Regions from separate parts of the Sus scrofa genome. Here region 2 is linked to region 1. A link is a contact called in public promoter capture Hi-C data. All regions are on one chromosome and are shown on one strand. Each heading gives the region's core, a stretch centred on a gene start, on an enhancer-like site or on the middle of the called end of the contact. The rest is flanking DNA. Distances are from core to core; before and after follow the strand shown. Region 1 holds the start of C3H16orf72 (UPF0472 protein C16orf72 homolog). Region 2 holds the start of METTL22 (methyltransferase-like protein 22).

The links. Promoter capture Hi-C pulls out the DNA fragments that hold promoters and counts their contacts.
Region 2: a promoter capture Hi-C map of fetal liver shows a contact between it and region 1, with 4 times the contacts expected there. The contact joins the promoter of METTL22 here to the promoter of C3H16orf72 in region 1. A contact is called at or near these places in 2 of 5 promoter capture datasets (fetal liver and liver) and 1 of 47 Hi-C or Micro-C datasets (liver).

Annotation. Positions count from the first base shown.
Region 1 is chr3:33,651,349-33,658,759 of Sscrofa11.1, forward strand. It overlaps C3H16orf72 (UPF0472 protein C16orf72 homolog), which reads right to left and starts at 3,990. Exons shown (of 4, transcript XM_003354616.4): 1 at 3,298-3,990; 2 at 2,550-2,630. The coding sequence starts at 3,523.
Region 2 is chr3:34,051,718-34,059,128 of Sscrofa11.1, forward strand. It overlaps METTL22 (methyltransferase-like protein 22), which reads right to left and starts at 3,757. Exons shown (of 11, transcript XM_003124617.6): 1 at 3,656-3,757.

The sequences.
Region 1 (7,411 bases), core at 2,740-5,239:
TCACTACTTACAGCTACATGAACTGTGACACTATCTTGCTAATTTTATTGGTTCTATTTAAGAACCCAATTACTCCTACAGCTGCACTCTTGTTCTTTATAAAGACCACACCCTGAAAAGGAGGAGGAATCTGAAGATCTTCAGAGCTTATCCACACTTTCTGTGAATCGGTTAATAACGATGCTATACTACTACCAAACTTCACAAACCACAGCTAACCATAACCATTAGAGACGTTATTTCATTTTACAGAAACACGATACAAGACAAAACTAACGCTGGACTAACAATACAGCATTTGCAGTAATGCAAGAACTTCCCATGTTTATTTAAAAACAAATTTAAGGCCTTTAATTAAAGTTTCTTAAACAAAGAAAACATTTTAAGAAGCATTTTCAAATCAAGTAATCAAATTAAGGTTTATTTCCGAGTTCAGCTTCTGAGCCTATCTTTTCATACGAAAAATTAACAGAGGAGTTCCTGTCATGGCCCAGAGGTTAACGAATCCAACTAGGAACCATGAAGTTGAGGGTTCAATCCCTGGCCTCGCTCAGTGGGTTAATGATCCGACATTGCCCTGAGCTGTGGTGTAGGTCGTAGACACAGCTCGGTTCTGGTGTGGCTGTGGCGTAGGCTGGCAGCTGTAGCTCCAATTCGACCCCTAGCCTGGAAACCTCCACATGCCGCGGGTGCGGCCCTAAAAAGGAAAATAAACAAATAAATAACACCAAAGAAAGCTGCCAGCTGTAGTCCTAAAGAGATAACATTCTGGGAGCACACAGTACCAATAACTGAAAGCCAGAGGATATTCATACTTTTGTATGACCTAGTCAAAGAGCCTGGCACATAGAAGGAACTAAAGAAACAGGCTGCCTTCCCCTTAAACAAAAAATAACTGCAAAAAGCAAATGGCTAAAATGTGATACCTCCACAAAACAGAACACTACTGAGAATGAAAAAGCCCTGAGCTATCACTACCTGCAAAGCCAACTCTGTAAATCAACCCCAAAAACATTAAAAGTAGAAGCCAGACACAAATAGCTACATACCATAAGATTCTATTTATTATATTATGTAAACAAAAACCCTACATACAGCAAGCAGATCCGTGGTGTTCACGGGTGAGGGTGGGGGATAAATATATTCCATTCACTAACAATGTATGTCAAACTCAAGCTATCCATCTTTAAAAAGGTGATTCGCTGTATATAAATTTATACCCCAAGAAAGTTGAGTTTTTTTAAAAATGAGTTTCAAATATTTCAAAATTTCCTGCCTCAGTGAAACCAAAAACCATTCCAGAGAATGTTCAAAACTCTCAAGCAGTAATAGATGTCAGAGTCAAAATCTAAGGAACTGAATTACATAAAATCAAAGTTGACCACTGGCACCCTTTAATACTGTTTCCCTTTTCTCATTAAGCCTAGCCTATCAGTTCCTCATTCCCTAACTTTCCATTCAATTCTGTTTACGTTCTCAAATTACGATTCCCAAAACCTGCAAGTTCTACCCAGGTAATCCAAAATAAAGGATATTTCTTCCATAAAATGCTACCTTAATTTGCTCATTCTTATGCAAGAAAAGGAATCTGAGAATCAAGTCGATCCACAGCCTGTGCTTCAATAGTTGAAACAAAGTTCGATAATTTTGAAATGCACAAAGCTTTACAGCATTTATCAGCACTTTCTAAAAGTTTAAAAGGATTTAATTACACGATTACTAACACTAGCATTCAAATTCAAATCCTTTTTCCAGAGAAACCTTGCCAAAAATCAAACCCAAATTTCCAAATCTTCGAAATGAGAGTAATGCACAAAATCTAAACCCATTGTTACTAAGGAAGCATGATGGGCAAGAACATTTACCCACATACCTTCACATGGGGGCGGGGAGGGGATTAACTGCAGAAAAGCACTACCATGAAACACAAATCAACTCAAACTCCGATCACAGATCTCCTGCCAACGAAGTACAATTGGTTTTGAAGGCAAACATCCATGACTTGCTAGGAAAAAGCAGGGTGCTAATATGCGCACATATTATTCCAATTAGCTACTTTTCGACGCACTTAAATGCTATGCCACCACTATTCTGGGAATTGCCTAAACTCAAAACCTTTTCCAAGAGATGCTTTTCCACCAGTGTGCCTTCCACCTCTCTGTGAGACATAAATTCTTCCCAGGGTCTCCAGCTTTGAGCTTTTCAACCTCGACACTACTGCCAGGGCCGACGTGGGAGTGGGGAGGCTGTTTCAGCACCACAGGATATTCAGCAGCCTCCTCTAAATGATGACACCCACAAATGCCCCCAGACATTGCCAAATGTCGCCGAGGGGGGACAAATGCCCCCTAGCTGAGAATCGGCTATCTAGGTATATACCACCACCGGTATTCTCTAGTTGCAAGCTATTAATGGCTGGATTCAGGAGCAGAAAACACTCCTCGACCCGGGGCCAGGTCAAGGTGGCCAATGCCCTCGGAACGCCGTACTTATCCCCTGACTCAGGCTGCCCTTCCCCTTAGTCGGCAATGCAGCAAGGTTAGCGTTACCTTTGTAGAGGTTGGTGACAGCGGTGGCTGCGTTTTGGAAGGGGACCCAGAGAGAAAGTCCTGGCTGCTGACACACTCGGTCTGAAAGACGACAAAAAGAGAAAAAAAAAAAAAAAAAGAAAGAAAGAAATGCACAAAGACGGGGCGAGGGGGGAGGGGGGAGAGAGAGAGAAAGCAATGTTATTTGGGCGTCAATCACTCCGGAACGGCCATATTAGGTTTCGCCATTTTGTTCAAGGTTTTCGGGATCCCGCACTGGGTCGGGGGCCGGCAGGAAGGGGGTCGCGGCGGGCGGCCAGGGGGGGACGCGGGACGCGGGGCGCAGCCGGGGCCCAGGCGCGGCGGTGGGAGGCGCCCCCTCAAAGTCCCCGCCCCGAGACCGGCTCCGGCACAATAGGCCGCCCCGGAGCCTCCCTTCGCCATTTTGTGACCGGGGGCCCCTCCCCTCCCCTCACAGGCCCCGGGCGCCCGGCGGCCCGGCCCCAGAAGCGAGGGGCCCCCCGGGCGGCCCCCAACGCAGGAGCCCCCAGCGCCCGCCCCGGGCCACCCCCCGGGCGCCTCCCGACGGCCCGCCTCCCGCGACGCCATCTTGCGGGGAGGGGGCGGCAGGGCCGCGACGCGACGGCCGGAGCCTCGGAGACCGCCCAACCCCACCGCCAACCCCGGACTCTCCGCCGACCGCCCGACAGCCGGGCCCTAGGCGGCGGCGACGGGGGCGACGGCGCAAGATGGCGGCAGCAGCCCTCACCTTTGTAGAGCTGGGCCACGGCGGTGGCCGAGTTCTGGAAGAGGTGCCACAGTTTCTGCTGCTTGTGCTCGGGCTGCGCGGCGGCCGCCGCCTCCTCCTGCAGCTCGGGGGGCAGCTGCTCGTCCTGCTCCGCCTCGGCCAGGCACTGCCGCTCCCACTTGGAAAACCAGTGCTCGGGCCCGTGCTCCTGGATCTCGGCCTCGCCCTCCTCTTTCCGCTCCTCCATCCTCCGCGGCCTCCCGCGGCCTCGCCGCCGCCGCCGCGTCCTCCTCAGGCGGGGCTCCCGCGGGAGCGTCGTCGTCGAGCGGCCCGGTGGCGGGGCCCAGCGGCCGGCGGCGGCTCCTCGCGGCGACCCAGACCTCCTGCACCCCGACGGCCTGCGAGCCCCGCCCCGCGGCCCCGCGCTGTCCGGGACGACCCCCGCCCCGAGTCTCCCTACCCCCGGGCCCCGCCGAAGGTCGCCGCGGACCGGATGATCGCCGCCGCCCCTCGCCTCGCCGGCCTGAGCCGGTCTACCACCACGCCATAGCGCCGCGGCCTCTCTAGGGCCGCCGCCGCAGACCACCGAGACCTCCGCGAAGCCCGGCCTGCGCCACCGAGCCCACCCCGAAGACTGAGGAACGTCTTCGTCGTCGCCGCCGCCGTCGACGCCTCTGCGGCTGCTGGTCACCGCCCTCCCCCGCCCACATGCTGACTGGGGAAGCACCGCCCACTCGGCCCCGGCTCCCCTGCCCAGTTGGGGCGCGCCCACTCCGAGAGCCCCCATTGGTCCGATCCGACCGGTTCCGCGTGCCGTCCCCTGAATATAGAGCCGTGATTGGCTCGTAGGCCTGTCCGCCTGACGTAACCAGTGGGCGGGGGAAAGGGAGTGAAAGTCAGGAAGGATGAAGACTGGGACAGAGGGGAGGAGCTGACAGTGGTTGCGTCGGAGCCAACCGAGGTGGGGAGGATAGAGAAATGCGCATGCGCGCTAGTTGCAGCCGCAGCTGCCAGGCGGCGTGCGGGGGTCACGTGACCTGGCCCCGCGGCCGCACCCCGAGGGGGCTTTTCCGGCGCTTCCGAGGCCCCGGGGGACGCAAAGTCTAGTCCAGCTACTGGGCCCCTGGGACTGAGGGATGTAGTGGGTGACAGCCTCCTACGCCAGACTCTTGGGCTTCCAAAGAGAAGAGGGAAGTGAAGAAGGTGAATGAACTTGCGAAGCGAGTCTTCGTTTATTTCAGAGACCAATTTCCTAGATTAGCAAGTTGAGCCTTGGAGTCCACAAAAAAACTTCTAAGTGGCTAGGCCGGCGGGCCGCCACCACTCACGCGGCTCGCTTCTCGTTGCGTCCAGGGGGCTCTTGCGCCCGCCCCCCACCCTGACCCGTCCCTTGACTAGACCTCTGCGGCCGCGCAGCCGACTCACAAAGCCGAAAATAAACCTCGGCAGGAGAGCTGTGCCTCGGCCAGGCTGCGTCTGTGCCTTCGTGAAGTTGGCGGCCCCCGCACCTGTCCCAAAAAGCACACTCCTGGGCCATGTGCTGCAGCCTGCGTCACGCGCCAGCCCCCGCCTCCTCCGGCCGGGAATCCTCGTGGCCGCGCCAAGTGGGAGGCCGGGTTTCCAGGGGGTTAGTTCTGCGCCGATTTCTCAATCACCTGCCGTGTGCGATCTCCGCATCACCCGGGCTGCGCGCCTCCTGTGGACCAGGCGCCGAGCTGCGCGCTGTGGTCACCAGGCTGGGGACGTCCCAGGGGCTCAAGGTCTGGAGAGGAAGAAGCCACGTAAAGGGGCGATGACCGCACAGATGCAAAACTGGCCCTTAGACTCATACGCTGACGGCGGGGGTACGAGCCACGGGGGCTTGGATAAGTCCCAGGGGCTGCGAAAGCGCCCTTCTACAAAGCGGTTTGGCTGTAAAGCCATCACTTTTGGAAGAAAATCTGACCTCACTGTGGGCTACAAGTCCCGGCAGGATCTGGCCCCGCCGCCTCCTCTGCGTTCATCTGAACTCCACTCTCTGCTTGGCTAGGGCTGCCCAGCCACACTGCCCTTCTTTCTGCTTCGTCAGACCTCCAAGCTCTTCTCTGCTTCAAGGCCTTTGCCCTCGCAGTTTCCTCTCTCCTGCCTCGTCGTCATTCCTCAAGGTTTGGCTCAAATGGCCTGGAAGCAGAGAACGCTTGTCAGACCAGCTGCGTTAAAGTACCTCCCTCTACACTCTCCTGTGGCCTGGTTTTAGTTTTTCATAGCCCGCATTGCTCTCTGAAATGATTTACTTGTGTGCCTCCTCTCACCACAAAGTAAGTTCTTACAAGGCAAGGATCTTGGCAGTCTTGTTCTCTGTTGAATCTTAAGAGATTAGCAGAGGAGGAGTTCCCTTTGTGGCTCAGCAGGTCAAGAACCCAACTTAAAAAAAAAAAAAAAAAAAGAACCCAACTTAGTGTCCCTAAGGATTCGGCTTCTTTCCCTGTCCTCCGCCACTAGGTTAAGGATGCAACGTAGCAGCAAGCTGCTGCATAGGTTGTAGATGCAGCTGGGATCCAGTGTTTCTGCAGACCAGCCGCTGCAGCTCCAGTTGGACCCCTAGCTGTTGGAACTTCCATTTGCCCCTGGTGCAGCCCTGAAAAGAAAAAAAAAATTACTAGGAGAATTACCTGCTGTCCTATTGGATTAAGGACCCGCTGTTGTCACTGCTGTGGTATGGGTTCCAACCCTGACCAGGGAACTTACATTTGCCCTGGGCACAACCAAAAAAAAAAAAAAAAAAAAAAAATATATATATATATATATATATATATATCAGCAGTGTTTTTATAATAAACCATAATGGAATGGAATACTAAAAATATATATAACAATCACTTTACTGTAGAGCAGATATTAGCATTGTAAATCAACTATAATTCAATTTAAAAATAATAATAAAAATCAGTAGTGCTTAGAAAGAAAAGGGGATAAAGGCTATGGCAGAAAGGACATGCCAAGCAAAAGTGGGGGCTTTAGACCAACCTCAGTTCCTTAGTTCATCCGCTAGAATGGGAGGTAGCGGCAGGCAGGGCACCTTGTCCATTTGGTTAGAGGCACACAGCCTGGGTTTGTTTTGTACAGCTACTACAAAAACAATATATTGAGGGAGTTCTCTGGTAGCACAGTGGATTAAGGAACCAGCATTGTCACTGCAGCAGCTCTGGTCATTGCTGTGGCACAGATTCGGTCCCTGGCCTGGGAACTTCCACATGCCACAGGGACAGCCAAAAAAACCTGGGATTCCTGCTGTGGCACAACAGGATCAGCAGCATCACTGGAACGCTAGAAGGCAAGTTTGATCCAGGCTGGCAGAGTAGGTGAAGGATCCAGCATTGCTGCAGCTTCAGCGTAGGTTGCAAGTGCAGCTTGGATTTGATCCCTGGCCTGGGAAACTCCATGGGCTGCGGAGCAGCCAAAAGAACAAAATTAATGATTCTATAATATGGAAAAAAATTTTCAATAGGAAAAACTCTTCAGTTTTTTTTCCTGAAGAGTTTTTGAATAATAATTATCTGAATGTATTGTTACGTTTTGTGTGGTGAGTGAGATTTTTCTGGGACCTACCAAGGTCTTAAATGAAGCTCTGTCGCTCGCTCTCTGTCACTCTTTCTCACACACACACACACAAATGACTCTGGAGACCTGGCTACTAACAGATGATTTTTTTTTTCTCATTCTAAACTGCCTTTTTAAAAAAACTAAGCAATACTGTTACACATCCGCACCTGGTGGGTGCTCGCAGTCAACCTGCAAAAGCTGTGCAGTGAGGCTCACGTGCAGCCACTGTGAAAAGCAGCATGTGCCAAAAACTGCTTCCCAGTGGCAAGTATCGGGAAGGGCTTCCTGGGGAAGGAAACATTTTCTTTTTCCATCCCTTCCTTTGCGGGAGGTGGACTGCTATTTCTACAGTGACAACATCAGATCCTTAACCCACTGTACCACAGGAGAACTCCATTTTTTTGGTTTATTTATTTTTATTTCTTTTTTTTTTTTAGGCCCACACCTGCAGTATATGGAAGTTGCCGGGGTGGGTGTTGAACTGGAGCTGCAGTTGCCAGCCACAGCAATGCCGGATCCAAGCTGCATCTGCAACCTGTGCTACAACTTGCAG
Region 2 (7,411 bases), core at 2,507-5,006, 400 kb after region 1:
AAGGGAACGGAAGCCAGCTAGAGCTGCTGTTATGGCTTTGCACGGTTTCATTTTCATAGCCATCTTTGATATTTATGGTAAGGATCTAAATTTCCATTTATACTGATAAAGTTTTTCTTCCCTTTTAATTTTTCCCAACTTTTTTATTATGAAAAAATTTGGAGTTTCCATTATGGCTCAGTGGATTAAGAGCCCGAATAGTATCCATAAGGAAGAGGGTTCGATGCCTGGCCTTGCTAATGGGTTGAGGATCTGGCATTGCTGTGAGCTATGATGTAGCTTGCAGACACAGCTCCGATCTGGTGTTGCTGGGGCTGTGATGTAGGCTGGCAGCTGTAGCTCCTATTTGACCTCTATCCTGGGAACTTCCATATGCTCTGGGCGCGGCCCCCCGAAAAAAAGGCCAAGTTGAGGGCACAGTAAACAGCCATGTACCCACTGCTTAGAGTCAGTGATCTTTAACACCCAGTCATGTGACCAATCAATCTACGTAGGTTGTTTCTCCCCTAAACTGAGTACCTTCTAGATATCACAACAGTTTAACCCTAAATTCTTCTTCAGCATCTGTCTAAGAACATGCTTCTACATAACCAAAAGACCATTAGCAGACTTAAAATAATTAATGACGCCTTTATGACTTAAAACCCAGTTCACGGTCAATGTTCTCCATGTGTCACCCAAATGTCTTTGGCAGCTAGTTTTCCTAAACCAGGATTCAGTCACCATCTATGCTTTGCACTTAGCAGTTGTTTTCCTCTAGAAGTTGACCCCAGCTGCCCATACATCATTTGTAAAACTTTTTAAGTTAAAAAGTGAGAGGATTTAAAGGAAAAGCAATTAAGGGAATCATTATGCAGGTGAAATATAGACATGGAAAAGTTATGAGGGTGTCATGACAATAACTAAAATTTGGAAAACCATGCCTGAGGCAAAGTGGTCAAAAACAGGAAGATTTTGCCATTCAAACGTTCCACCTCAACAAAAAGCAGCAAACATCAGCAGCGCGCAGACAGAGCCTTGGGCTGTGATGCCGGGCAGAGCAGGTGTACACCCCCGTCTCCCACCTCCTTGCGATGTGACCTTGGGAAAGTTACTTCACCTCTCTGACTTGTTTCTTCAGCTATATTCTCTCCTTGCATGGTTCTGCGGGTGGGAAGGGTGGAGGGGGGCAGGTGACAAGCTCTGAGCAGTCTTTGGCCCAGCAGTTGTTAATAAATCCCAGAACTTCCCTATCTTGGAGTTGGTTTCAGGTGTTTGACCCAAACCTGCCCACGATCCCTGACCTCTTACAGAAACCAGTCCTTTCTAGGTCGGTGTGTGCACTAGCTGTGTGCTCCATGCACGTCATGAAACCTCTCTGGTCTCTCCATTCTTTCAACTGGAAAACGGCATCATCATAACCCACGCGGTCTGTAACTAGTTCCTACATTTAAGTACTTGCCCTGCGGAAGCAAAAGTTGTGCCAACACAAATTTTTTTTAATTAAAAAAAGCCACTCCCTTGCTCCATTATAAATTAACCTCCATGCTGGCTTTCCTATCGGACACCATAAGGCAGCACAAAGCAAGTGGGTTGTGAAGCGAGGCTGTGAATATGGTGATGGATCCAGGATCTCCTGGTGTCGAGGAAAGCCCTCAAACAGTGAGGACTAGAGATATTAGGATGGGTCCAGGAAGAGGATCCAGTCTACATACAGTTTAGTTAGATCGACCACAACCAATTGCTGGAAAGGCAGATTTGGCTGTTCCAGAATTGAAAGATGTCCTGGGAGAAAATATTGCAACTGTGCACCCAGGGTTCTTATGTATAGATGTTGACTAAAAAAAATTCAATGTGAAAGTTGAGAGTTAATTTTATTTGGGGTGACATTAGGACTTAAGCCCAGGAGATGGCATCATCAGGTAGCCCCAAGAAACCGCTCCGAGGAGGCAAGAGGGGAAGCTAGGATACAGGAGTTTTTGCAACAAAGGGGAGGCAGGAGGAACAAAAGATTGACAGAAAGCCGTTTCTCTGGGAAGACGGAAAGGTCTGGGTCTGGGCTTACCAGAAGGGCTCCTTCGATAAGCTTCCCTGAGTTCCCTCAGGGCTCACTGGCCCACCCTTGGGAGTGGCTGTTCTCTCAGATGACTGTGACATCTTTTGTTCTGCCCACTAACTACAACCCAGGAGGCAGTATTTCAGATAGCCCTGGAATCCTGCCCCAAAGAGGAAAGGTGGACTATGGAGATGAAGTCATAAAGGTGTGTGTGTGGGCGGGGAGCCTGCAGCCAAGCACACATCTTACACAAGTTTGCTGCTGGTCTCGTGAAGGTTACGACTAATCACAAGGAGCAGATCTCATCACTGTGTTTTTCTGGATATGAGGAAATGCAAGAATTAGGCTCATAAAATTTTCTCCTAAAAATATCTATCTGAAGTCTTATTCTTTTGGTTTTCCCAGAGCGCTGACTGAGTGCCTCCCTCCTTGGTCTCCACCCTGAGCTCCAACTCAGGGGCTGCTGCGGATTGACAGCTGCAGTGGCTTATGTTTTACTCCAAGCAGAGGCTGATGGCAAGTGCCAAACTTCAGCTCACATAGACAAATAAAATAAACTCATATTATTTTCTAGCTGAAATTTCTATTTTAAAATTTAACTTGCCCAAGCTTCCAAGGATACACACTCTACCATTGAGTACTTGGTTTAATGGAGTCGTTTTAAGGGGGCTTTTCCTAGAACCAGATCTCCGGGAATAGAGAGGCACCTTGTACTGGTTTCCAGGTCTGTGTGAGAATTAAACGAGTGATGACTTTCAGGGATCAGGACGCAGTAAATGCTCAGCAAATAACAACAGCAAATCATAGCACTGATAAGAATAACTATTAAAGGGTGTGCTGAAGATGGAAAAAAGGTTAATAGTTTCTCTATTTAGGAATAGCTAACTCAGTCTCTGTCGGGGAATGCTGGGCCTGCACGGGCTTCAGTCCCCTCGCCTCACTGGAGAGGAAGGAAAGGACATCCCGACTGCAGACGGGATCCCCGCCCCCTCCTCTGAGCTGCAGGTTCACCCCACGGCAGTTAAATGCCCTTAGCTCTTCTAAGGAGCCAGATGCGGATACTGCCATCGGTCATCCTCCTTAAGAGATCTCCAGTTAGGGCTGTCCCCTCAAAGCGGTTTTGCTGGGATCTAGGGATTGAAATACTTCTCTGTCTTCCTAGACTTTCTCTTTGGGGGTGTCACAAGCTCATCCACAACCAGGACTGGGTGCGGAGTCTGGAATTCAGGCCCGGGTATGTGGACAAAGACACAGCACTGGCCACGGCGTGGAGAGCTGGAGACGGGCTCCAGGGCCCTCCTCCCCTGGGGCTCTTCCTTCTGTCTTGCAACCTCCCTGAACTCCACTCTAGCGGGTTAAGCATGGGTCTCTCAAACTGCAGTCGCGGCCCGGGCACCACCCTCCCTCCCTAATCCGAAACCCAGAGGGGCTGTTTGGACTGGGGACTGAAACCCAGGTGACAGCAGGGACTTCTTCCAACACCCTTGCCGAAAAGGGGAAACTGAGGCTAAGTGGGAACTTAGGATTCAGGTCGATGGGAGCTTGCACCTGAGAGCCAGGCTCAGAGCCAGGAGGCCCCTCGGACCCCACTCCGTGCCGCCGCCTCTCCCCGGGGCTTACCTGCGGCTGGCCGCAGCCTGAAGTTCCACCCGATCCACTCACCACTGTGCCCAGGCAGCCGCCATGAGGGGCGGCCTGCGCAGGCGCGGCCCCACCCCCTAAGCGTGCGTCTCTCGAATCACCCTGTGGCCACGCCTACCTGCCAGGCCGCACATGCGTGCTAGCGTCGCCGGCAGACAGGCGCAGCCCTGTGGAGGCGCCTGCCTAGGTTTGCTCTCACTTGTCCGGCTTTGCCTGCGCGGTTAACCAGCGTGCTAGCTATATATTAATTGTTATCCTTGCTTTTAGTACTCATTAAAAATAGCTGGTACTCATTTCATTCACTCCCGCACTCAGCAAGTCGCCAAAACCAGGCGAATCAAAAATCTCAGTGTTAATTGGCGTCTAACGGGAAATGAAATCTCATGCAATTGTTGCACTTTGGGTAAACTTCTAAGCACAGAGGACCACAGATGTAAAATGTGCACGCACTTACATGCGCATCTGAGGGTCCACATCAGATTCATGGGGCGTTATTAGAGTGACCAAGCAACAGAAGTAAGTGTTTTTAAAGGAAATGGGTTATTTCCTAAACTCCCCAGGACAGTATATGGAGAGCTAGCTAGGTATCTTAGGATCCCGTGAAGTCTTGGTTGGGTTGTTCCCAGGGGACGTTGGTGTGCTAGGGGGGCGCTGAAGAAGGTAGTGTAGACACCTCTGGGTTTTTGTTTTTGTTTTTGTTTTTTTGTCTAAAAACTTGTGAGAATAAAGCAGGCAGAGCTATCTTTTAAAAACAAAAGTCAGGGAGTACCCGTCGTGGCTCAGCGGAAACGAATCTGACTAGCATCCATGAGGACGCAGGTTCGATCCTTGGCCTTGCTCAGTGGGTTAAGGATCTGGCATTGCTGTGAGCTGTGGTGTAGGTCACAGATTCGGCTTGGATCCTGCGTTGCTGTGGCTGTGGCATAGGCTGGCAACTACAGCTTGGATTCAGCCCCTAGCCTGGGAACCTCCATATGCTGCCAGTGTGGCCCTAAAAGATAAAAAAATAAAAAAATAAAAATAAAAACAAAAGTTAGATCACATCCCTCCTCTGTTCAAACCCTTGGAGGCACCCCACCTTGGACAGAAAGAGAAGCCAGGATTCTTACAGTCGCTCCCCCCTCCCCATCTCCAACCACCCCAATCAATCATGGTCCTTTCAAGTGCTTTGTACTGACTAGCCTATTCACCAGGGAAGCATCTCCCCAGGACACCCACCTGCTTTGGGCCTGTGCCCAAGCCTCCTTTTCTCAGTGAGCTCTTCCACGAACATCCTATTTAAAATAACCACCTCTCCCCACCCAGGCACTACCTGGCACACAGGAGCTGCTCAAAAAGTTCGATTTGTCCAATGAACTGCACAGGGTGTTCAGAGAGGGTGGGCAAATACAGACTCAATGTCACCGGCCGTCTCTCGGCTGCTCTAATTCATTAGGGAGTCGGACAGATAGCTGCTGGGGGTCTGGGCAGCTCCTCCCTGTGATGTTGAGGTAATTCACGTCATCACAGGCTTCCTATCATCATCAGGGTCAAGTTCAAACTCTCCCTCTGGATCCTGTCAACCTTTCCTCCCTGAAGTGAAGCCCCTATCTGTTCTCCTTTCCTTTCTTAGTTGTATAATATATTTGCTGGGCCCAGGCCTCCCTCACATGAAAAACTATTTCCCAGCCTCCCTTGCAATAATGAGATCATGAGGTTAAACTAATGGGATAAAGCCAATAGGATGTAAGGGGAAGTATCATGGAGCAGTTTCTAGGACCTAGAACCCTTCCTCAAGTGGGAAGCCGAGGAGTCCTTGGTCCCTAATACTTTGTCCTTACATCATTCATGAGGTCCAAAGGAGATTTGCCGTGAGAGCCCTACACTAAGTTATGGCAGAGTGGGAACCCTGCTTGGGGGGTCACCTCCTCCAGGAAGCCTTCCCCGATTTTCCCCTCCTTCAGCTTACATGCTGAGACTCTGGATCCTCTCGGTACTCTCTACCCTCCCTATCAGAGCACCTGTGACTCTGCTTGTTGTGACCTGTTTACCTGTCTCCCCCACCAGGTTGTGAGCACCCCAAGGGCAGAAGCAGCTACTGGTTCCCATTGGCAAACCATGCTGGATTTCTCCGTATCTGCAAGGGAAAAGAGAATAAAACTCGCAAAGCAGTTAGCATCCTCCTTGGCATGCTGTGAGCACTCAAGAAATGGCAACAGGACTTATAAACCAATACAGGTGACCCTTGAACATGAGTTTGAACTGTGCATCATGAGTCAATTCATAGGTCTTTTTTTCTTTTTTTTCCCCCACTACGTAGGCACTACAGTACTACACAATCCATGACTGGCCGAATCTGCAGACTGTAAGGTTATATTTAGATTTTTGATTGTGCAGGGGGTCGGTGACCCCAGCCCCTGTGTTGTTCAAGGGTCCACTGTTATACCAGTCCATTCAGGTGGTAAATATCCCGGATGTGTTGGGGTGGGGGGGAAATAGCTCAACAGGCCCAGCTGAATCCACTGTTCACTCTCTGGCCAGGCCCTGCAAATGTGATTGATGGAAAAGTTTTTTTTGTTTGTTTGTTTACTTTTTTAGGGCCATGCCTGCAGCATATGGAGGTTCCCAGGCTAGGGGTCCAATTGGAGCTACAGCTGCTGGTCTATGCCGCAGCTGTAGCAACAGAGATCTGAGCCACATGTGCAACCTACACCACAGTTGACGGCAATGCCAGATCCTTAACCCACTAAGGGAGGCCAGGGATTGAACCTGCATCCTCATGGATCCTAGTGGGTTTTTTTTTTTTTAACCGCTGAGCCATGATGGGAACTCCAATGGAATGGTTTTAAGGTCCTATGGATGCTGTAACTAATGACCACAAATTTGGTGGCTTAAAACAAAGTGAATTTATTTCCTCACAGTCCTGGAGGCCTGAAGTCCAAGATCAAGGTGCCGGGTGGCTGGGTTCTGGCGAGGGACCTCCCCTTGGGTTGCCGATGGCCACCTTCTCACTCTCCTTACATGTCTCTTCTCTGAGTGCCTGAAGAGGAAGAGAGGGAGCAAGCTCTCTGGTGTCTCTTTTTATGTTTTTGGTCTTTTTAGGACTGCACCTGCAGCATATGGAGGTTCCCAGGCTAGGGGTCGAATCAGAGCTGTAGCTCCCGGCCTAAGCCACAGCCACAACAGTGTCAGATCCAAGCCGTGTCTGCGACCTACAACACAGCTCACGCAACTCCAGATCATTAACCCCCTGAGCGAGGCCAGGGATCAAACCTGCGTCCTCATGGATGCTAGTCAGGTTCGTTTCCACTGAGCCACAACGGGAACTTCCTCTGGAGTTTCTTCTTAGAGGGCCACTAACCCCATCAGATCAGGGCCCTATTCTTATGACCTCATTTAACCTTAATTACTTCGTTAGACACCCCATCCCCAAATATAGCCACAGTAGGGGTTAGGGCTTCCATATATGAATTCGGGGAGGCACGTTCGGCCTGTAATACCTTTCTTGCCTCTCTCCTAGCTTTTGGTGACTCCTGGTGACCCCTGGCTTGTAGATGTGTCATTGCCGTGACAAGTGCGGCTCCATCTTCACCTGGCCATCTTCCCTCTGGGTCTCTGTCCAAATTTCTTCTTCTAAGGACATCTGTTTACCCTGCAAAGACCCTATTTTATGATTAAGTTCATGTGCACAGGTTTAGGGTTAGGACTTGAACCTATCTTTTTTTTGGGGAGTGGGGGACACAAGCTGATTCCCAG